Linked DNA regions of Pan troglodytes: region 1 is linked to region 2. The links are chromatin contacts, called in public capture Hi-C maps. All regions are on one chromosome and are shown on one strand. The core of a region is the stretch at or near the end of the contact, and the rest is flanking DNA. Distances in the headings are between cores, read along the strand shown.

Region 1 (3,897 bases), core at 501-3,000, 650 kb before region 2:
ATTTAGTAGACACTAAAATTACACCTAATGTCCCCCTCTCCTCTCTTGTGTTTCCTCTGTTCCTTTTATTAAATGTTGGTTATTGATTTTCTAAAATCAATGTCTGTTGTGGGGCTTTTTTCCCCCTCTTACAAGTATCTAAAGCACGTTGCTGATCAACTGGATAACAAAAGCTTTGTGTCAAGGAGGCTTTTTTCCCTCTTCTGTTAAACAGTCATTTTTTTTTTTTTTTTTTTTTGAGAGAAAAAGAGAATGAGATTTAAAACAAGGCTCCCAGAAGTGTTCTTTTGCAGGGAAGACTATTTAAAGTGTGCATTTCTTCTTGCCTTCCTCCTTCCACCTCCTTCGGGATTTTGCCACCGTTGACCAGCCTGGCCCTAGCAGTGAGGTCAGGCCAGAGCCCAGGTCTAAGGAAATAGAGGGATCCTGGCTTCCTGGGAACCCCTAGGAGACCTGGCAGAGAGGGAGGCCCGTTGGGCGCTTCGCAGGTGGAATGGAGTGCCAGAGATGTCCGCAGTCATGGACACTGCAAGTATTTCCCCTCCACCCAGCCACTAACTTGGGAGAAGCCTCCACATTCAGAAGTGGAAAGTTGAATTGCACATTTTAAGGCATTTAGCCCAGATCCTGCACACTTAATATCAAGCCTGTCCATTGCTTACAGCTTCTCTAACTTTGACTGTTACCTGTCTTTTTTTCCAAATAAGCTGTGGGAAAACATGCTGTATACTGGTTACTTGTGTTTTTCACTGGGTTTAATCTGACTGAGCAATGTTCTGGTTTTGAGAAGCAGGTAGAAGAGTACTACCACCCCACCCCTTTTTCATTTTCTTTCTCATCAAACACATATCCAATGCCTTTCCCTTTGGGAATTGCTAGGATTTATCTGAACTGAGTGGATTATTCTTCTTTCCTGGATTCATGGAAAAGATGTCACTTTTGAGCTTGTGTCTTTGCTGATAACACTAAATATGATGATGCTTATCAAAATCATATAGAAATTCCTGGAAAGAAATAATGGCAATAATAATCGTAGAAGTAGAAGCTGGAAGGGAAAAAAAGATGGTCATCCAGGAACCTAGAATGGCACTTTATATAATTTTAATGAAGTCAACAGTGTATATATAGACTAAGGCGACAAGGAGATAAAACGTGTAAAGCAGTGTGTGTGTTTTAAAGGCTGGTCAAGAACGTGAGTTAGAAGACAATGCTATGTACATTTAATAAAAAGCAAAGGAGAAGGAGGCAGTTGAAGAAAAATAAATGTACAAAGAGAGAAACAAGTATCTGAAATACAACCTTCCAGATTCTCAGGCTAGCAAGATGCCTGGCAGAGGCAGTGCCAGGGCCAAGTTAACCCATAGCGGGCAGTCAGTCTCCTTTCCCCCACATGGAAAGGATGAAATCTCTTCCCAGAAAATAAGATGTGCAGGAGGAAAGAGGGAGTGGGGTGAGGGGGAAGGAGGCAAAAAGCGAGTTGCCCGCAGACAAGAATGTGTGTCGGTTTCAAGAAAGTTCAGTCAGATGATCCTCAGTCGCCTGACTCACTTTGTAACACTTTCACTGACGCTGGAGAGGAGGGGGAAAACCCAGCCCCCCTTTTTCTTTCCCCTGATTATACCCCACTATCTCCACACAGCCTTGGAGTCAGAAATGAGCACTCGGAGCGGGAGATGCCCTGCTGCTGCTTGCCACCGGTGCGGCCCGTTTGTAACTTGCAAAGTTTGTTGCTTTTGCCCCTGATTCGGGCAGCGGGTCCTGGGATGCTCCTGCTTCCCTCCTGCCTCCCACGGAGCCCGGGAAGAGGGTCTGCCTCCCCATCCCGCCACCTTCCAGCATCAGCCTCTGAAAAATCTCACAGAGACATGCGCGTTGTAGCAAAAATCAAATCCGGAAACTGCTTGTTTCAGAGAAAGAAATGAAGTTGCCTTTTAAAGAAAAACTGAATTAGGAGGAGAGAAAAGGGAAATAGGAGAAGAAAGGAAAAGTTAAATTTGATTTTTCTCCAGAGTTTCCACTAAAGGGTTGGGGACAGTGTGAAGGAGAAGGGGAGATTTTTACAAATGCCTTTGGTCTCTGAACTTCAGTGGCAAAGAACAGGGATCAAGTTGAATGTTCTCAGGGCTTTGGATCCTAGAGGAGAAACAATCAGAAGAGCAGAAATGATTATCCCCGTTTAAAATAAGCCCTCACTCTTTACCACTTCCTTAAAGGAGTGGAGGTGCTAGTAGTGATGGTTAGAGGCAATGAGGGACGGAGAAGTTGCTCCCGTTTCAGAGATGCTTAAATGAAAAGGAAAGAAAATGCAGTCAACCCCTTCTCCAGGAGGTGCCTCCTAGCTCTCCTCCCTGAGAGGTGAAGTTGGGATGGGGCAACGAGAGTCACACACACTTAGACAAGGAAGTTTCCTTCGGATCACTGTCAGTCCAGACTTGGTTATCTTTGCAAAGTGTGGAAATCTTTGGCAAGTAGCTTTCTTCGTAAAGTTGATGAGCTTCTAGGGAGCCTGTTTTGCTGACTTTCAAAGCACTCGGGCAGGTTGTGTGGCAGGTACCAGTTCTGAGGGCGCTCCAAAGATATCCATCTCCATCCTTTTTTCTCTGTGGAGATCTTCTGCAAGTTTTGTCACGCTGCACACACACAAGGCTGGGGGCTATGTATCTAGGCTGATCTATTTGTTTTATTTTGGTCTGGAAAAACTAAGCCAATTGGGGTAGAAACATGCTTTCCTTCGTAGCAGAGCCAGTAGGCTGCTGGTGTCCATAGAGTGACAGTCCACCAGGACTAAGGGTGGGCTGAGGATTTTAAACTTTACATTGTTTCTCTGTTACCAGATACAAATAAATTCACGTCTTCCACCATTTGTTTTCAAATAGGGTAAAACCAAGATTAAAGTTCCCTGCTCAACTGCTATGTCATAGGTTTCAGTGTTTCCCTTCCTTCTTAATTTGCTTAAAGAAAATTCCAAGAGGTTATTAAAGACCTTGATGCCATATTAAGAATATTTCCTGGGAAAAATGTGTGTCTACCCTGAAGGTAGGAAAGGAGGGCGTTACTAGCCTCTCTAGCAGTGCCGCGTTTATTCTAAGATGTGGGAGATTCTTTTCCTTGCAACAGTTTTTGTCATCTGCATTCTTCCAAGGCTTTTAAGGTGCATTTTCTTCTGTGTGAAAGGAAATTCTTTGTCCTTTTCCTCTCAGCACCGTGGCTTCCCAAGGTAGACACTATTTTGTGCCTGTCACAGAGAGAGGGAGTGCAGGTTTGCAATGCTCACAGACAATTGATTGTCTGCCCTAATGTGTTTCATTTACATGTTTATAACGTCAATGGTGCTGGGGTGTCCACTGTACCATTCATTCCCGCATTCCCACAAGGGGGCAATTGTCTGAATGGCCAAGTCAGACACCTTTTTGATTGCTCTTTGGTTGTCTTTTCAGAGCAAAGAGATAAAGGAGGAAAATCTGTGATGCAGAAACACTAGTTGAAAATATACAGAATTAAATGTCACCACAAAAGCAGATGTTAACATAAGCCCAAATATGCTTTTTAGCCAAGATGTGAAGGTTGAAAAAAATAATTCAGAGCAGAGGGAAGGATGATTTAAACCAATAAATATAGCCCTATTCCCCCTCTTTATTTCTTTTCTGTCTTTAGCAATCAGAAGATGAAATGTAATTTTCCTTTTCATTTTTAAGCCTTGAAACATCCAGGCACCTCCTCATTATTTGTATGTTTGCTGTGATTTGTGAATTTTGTATATATTTACATAGCTCTGTTTATGCCAACAGCATCAGCTTACCACTTGGAAAATCTATTGAATGACTATTTGGGCTGTGGGGAGGGTAAACTTTTAAAAAGTAAGATCCAAGTATTTCTTCATCAAGCAGTTTTTAAAAG
Region 2 (3,999 bases), core at 253-2,752:
CAAAGGATAGGAATAGTATGATTATATGAGCATTGACTTGATTCTTTGATGAGGTATATTTTCTCTTTACAATTCATATACTCTAATCAAGATCTAAAATCATATAAAAGACATGGTCTGTTAAGACTCTGGTTTAGGTTGTGTGTGGTGGCTCATGCCTATAATCCCAGTACTTTGGGAGGCCAAACTAGGTGGATTTCTTGAGCCCAGGAGTTCGAGACCAGCCTGGGCAACATGGTGAAACCCCATCGCTACAAAAAATACAAAAATTAGCTAGGTGTGGTGGTGCATACCTGTAGTCCCAGCTACTCAGAAGGTTGAGGCTAGAGGATGGATTGAGCCCGGGAGGTTAAAACTGCAGTGAACTGTGATTGTGCCACTGCACTCAGTCTAGGTGATATAATGAGAGCATGTCTCAAAACAAACAAACAAAAAAGACTTGAGCTTCTCTCCAGACTTCTGAACTTGGTGTCACCACGTTGATGAATCTGTATCCTGAAAGCCATTGCAAGTATTGTGGGTTGCAACCATTGGATTATGACCAAATAGACACAGTTTTTTCCTGAGTGATTTCCCACTCAAGAGGTGGGAGGGGCAGAGTAAAACAATTTTAAAGCAATATCCAAGATTAGCAATCAATATTCTTTGCCAATACCTTGAAAATGTAAGGAGATACAGTAACACTTAGGACAGAGAATCTGCCATTTTATTTTCTGTTCCTAAAATATACACTTTTTGGAATGTGCCCTTATAAAGCTTATAATGACTTCTATATAGAAAGTTTGGATCCAATATGAAGACCTTTATGACAAAGAAATTTGATCATAGCAATATTGTTTACCTATTTTTCTGCTTTAGAAGCCCACTTTTTGTAAATAAAATGTTAGTATTTTTATTCATTTTACTGTTTAAGACTGTTTGCTTTTCACTAACCTTTTATTACTGTACAAATATTTTCCTATGTTGTTATGAGTGAATCCTCCTATTAGCTTCAATTCTGTAGTGTCATAATCACACAAAAGGCTGAAGTACTGATTATGCCTCAGATAATGTAGTTGTTAATGATCAACTTAATGTTAAAAGCCATTACTGCTCATTGACATAATTCTGAGAACATTATACTGTAGAAGTGCACCTTTTGTGTGGAAACAGAATGACAAAATTGAAATGTTAAAAGTTGAGTGTCTGAATAATAGCCTGTGAAATCATTTAGACAAGAACATTGTTGCCTCTATTGTTCAAAGACTAGAGAGTGACAGGATGAGACAAAAAAGAAGAAACACCACCACAGCTTCACTTGCAGGTTTGAAGGGAGATGGAAAAGAAAGAGAATCCCTGTTTGTTTCTGTCTTCCTGCAGGGTCTTCTCCTAACAATAGAGCACCCTCCTCTGGCCACTTGCCAAAAGGGGATGCCTGCCTCGGTTTTGATTGGCAGGACTAGAGCCAGGCAGGGGGTTGCTGTAAGTGCGTTGCAAGAATTTTCCAAGTACAATGTTGTCTGAGAGTGACCCGGACCAGTCACCCGTGGCTTCCTCCATGTTCCATGCTCAAGGGCTTTAGGTCATGACATTTGAAAGCTGGAAACAGACTGTGGGAAGGCAGAAGGGTACAGTCACCTTCCCAAACAAGCTGCTAGCTCACTTTAGTACTTTGCCACTGGTGTCTGTCTTCTTTAGTATCATTAGTCAATTTTGATCTGGAGGATGGAGGCAAGCCAATAAAGAGTTGAGAGACAGAAGATGGTGTATATGTGATACGGTGGGGAAGGGACATATGGGAGCCTCCATTCTTGTTTGGTGGAGTCAATGGGATCTAAAACAGAGGTACAGTCTATTGCTGGGTGGGTCATTTAGCACCTTCCATGGTCAAAGACCTAATTCATGACCTTGACTGACCATTTAACAATTTTCATATTTGATCATAACAGCAACAAGTGAACAAGCAGAGATGGACTACAACTAGTTCATCATTGTTACTAGAACTATCCAATCCTTATAATCTGTTTACAGTGAGTGAGTGACAGTTATCTTCATATAATGTTCCATAAACATTCTATTTTCCAGGCATGGTTCTAAAGGCTTCCTATGTACTAACAGAGGAGATTTTGCTCAAGGAAGATTTTGCTAAAATGCATACTGGCATCAGATTGTCAGAGAGGAAGAATAATTGTATACTTACAAGGGATGAAAACATGTTCATAATGTACTTCAGTTTTACAGAAAAAATGGAATTATGCTTGAAAGTATTGTTTAAGAAAGTAGAGATACTTGTTACAGACTTTAAAAAGGTTTCTATGAGATTGAATTATGAGCCTGGGCAACATAAGTGGGACTCCATCCCAACAAAAAATAAACAAATTAGCCAGGCATGGTGGTGCATGTCTGTAGTCCCAGTTTCTTGGGAGGCTGAGGTGGGAGGATCACTCGAACCCAGGGGTTCGATGTTGCAGTAAGCTACGATGGCTCCACTGCACTTCAGCCTGGGTGACAGAGTGAGACCCTGTCTCAAATAAATAAACAAAATATAACAAAACTGAATTATATATAAACATTTTTACTGACATTGAATTTTTCAAAGGGAAATTTAGTTTTTAGAACAGTTGTAGATCTACAAAAATATTGCAAAGGGAGTACAAAAGTTGCCATATCCCCCATACTCAGTTTCACCTATTATTAACATCTTACACTACTATGGCACATTTGTTATAGTTAATGAAACAGTATTAATACATTATTAAAGTCCATAGCTTATTCAGATTTCCCCAGTTTTTTCCTACTGTCTTTTTTTCTGTGGATCTTATTAAAATACTACGATATTTAGTTGTCATGTCTCCTTAAGTTCCTCTTGGCTGTTACAGTTTCTCAGATTTTCCTTGTTTTTGACAATCTTGACAGTTTTAAGAAGTACCGGTTAAGTATTTTGTAGAATGTCCTTCGATGGGGATTTGTTTGATGCTTTTTTTATGAATAGACTGATTTTATCAGGATAATTTTTACTATTACTGAAAAGACTTTTGGACTTCTGGCATATTAGTTCGTGGGGGAACAGCTTATAGTCTGTAATTAATGAAGAAAAAATCATTTATTTAGGGCAGGGGAGTGTTGAAGATTGCACTGATATATGGATAGGTCCCAATGATTTGGCAGGTATGTAAGACAAAAATTTCAGAATTCGTTCTGAAAATATTAATTCCTTTCTTTACACAACAGACATTCACAGAACACCCCTGTTTGCCAGTCACTGCTCTGAGCACAAGGAATACAAATCTGAACTAGTGACAGAAAGATTAGCTTCTCAAACTGCCATGCAAGAAGTGTTTTCCCTTAAAGCTTGAGAAAGAAGGGAATCTGACAACTTCTTTCCAAAACCTATAACAGTGTCTATATTGTTACTCTCTTCAATTAAAACCTACTTCTTAATTTGTCTCCCAGCAGAGATGGAGATTAATAACAAATATTTATTAATATCATTCTATATCCCAAAGCAAAGTTTTCCTTAATAAAAAAATTCAGTGGGTTTTAAAATTCTGGCTCACATGCACTTTTTTTGTGTGTCTTCCCAATTACTCCTTTCAAACATTTATGCAAGTTTACCTGCATTAGATCTTATACTCCTTTTTAAAACTTCTTATTTTGAAATGATTTTAAGTGTACAGAAAAATTGCAAAAATAAAGATAAGAGTTCACTTTTTATTCAGCTTCCTCTAATGTTAACAATGTAACATAATCAAAGTACAATGATTAAAATGAGGAAATTAACATTGATACTTTTTTCTGAATTATAATTCATATTTGCATATCACCAGTTTTTCCACAAATATTCTTTTTCTGTTTCCTGATCTGGTCCAAGATCCTATACTGTGTTTAACTGCTGTGTCATCTTAGGTTTTTCAGTCTGTGACAGTTTTTCAGTCTATGTGTTCTGTGATGTTGAAATTTAAAAAAATAACATTTCGATGAGCAGTTGTATTGTAGAATGTCTCTCAATTTGGATTTTAC

The links. Capture Hi-C pulls out chosen DNA fragments and counts their contacts.
Region 1: a capture Hi-C map of stem cell-derived neural stem cells shows a contact between it and region 2, with 4 times the contacts expected there. The contact joins two enhancer-like sites. A contact is called at or near these places in 1 of 1 datasets of contacts at active chromatin or transcription factors (stem cell-derived excitatory neurons) and 1 of 1 other capture datasets (stem cell-derived neural stem cells).

What each region holds. Positions count from the first base shown.
Region 1 is chr13:46,555,039-46,558,935 of NHGRI_mPanTro3-v2.0_pri, reverse strand. The region is part of intron 2 of ZEB2 (zinc finger E-box binding homeobox 2); the gene reads left to right. Among named protein-coding and RNA genes, the nearest start is that of ZEB2, 6.6 kb to the left of the region's middle. Within about 2 kb of position 1,750, at least 9 of the 24 cell types and tissues checked have an H3K27ac peak or open chromatin away from gene starts, as enhancers often do. A contact at or near this core is called in stem cell-derived neural stem cells, where this site is marked.
Region 2 is chr13:45,901,469-45,905,467 of NHGRI_mPanTro3-v2.0_pri, reverse strand. The region is part of intron 1 of LOC104005193 (a long non-coding RNA gene); the gene reads left to right. Among named protein-coding and RNA genes, the nearest start is that of GTDC1, 470 kb to the left of the region's middle. Within about 2 kb of position 1,502, at least 1 of the 24 cell types and tissues checked has an H3K27ac peak or open chromatin away from gene starts, as enhancers often do. A contact at or near this core is called in stem cell-derived neural stem cells, where this site is marked.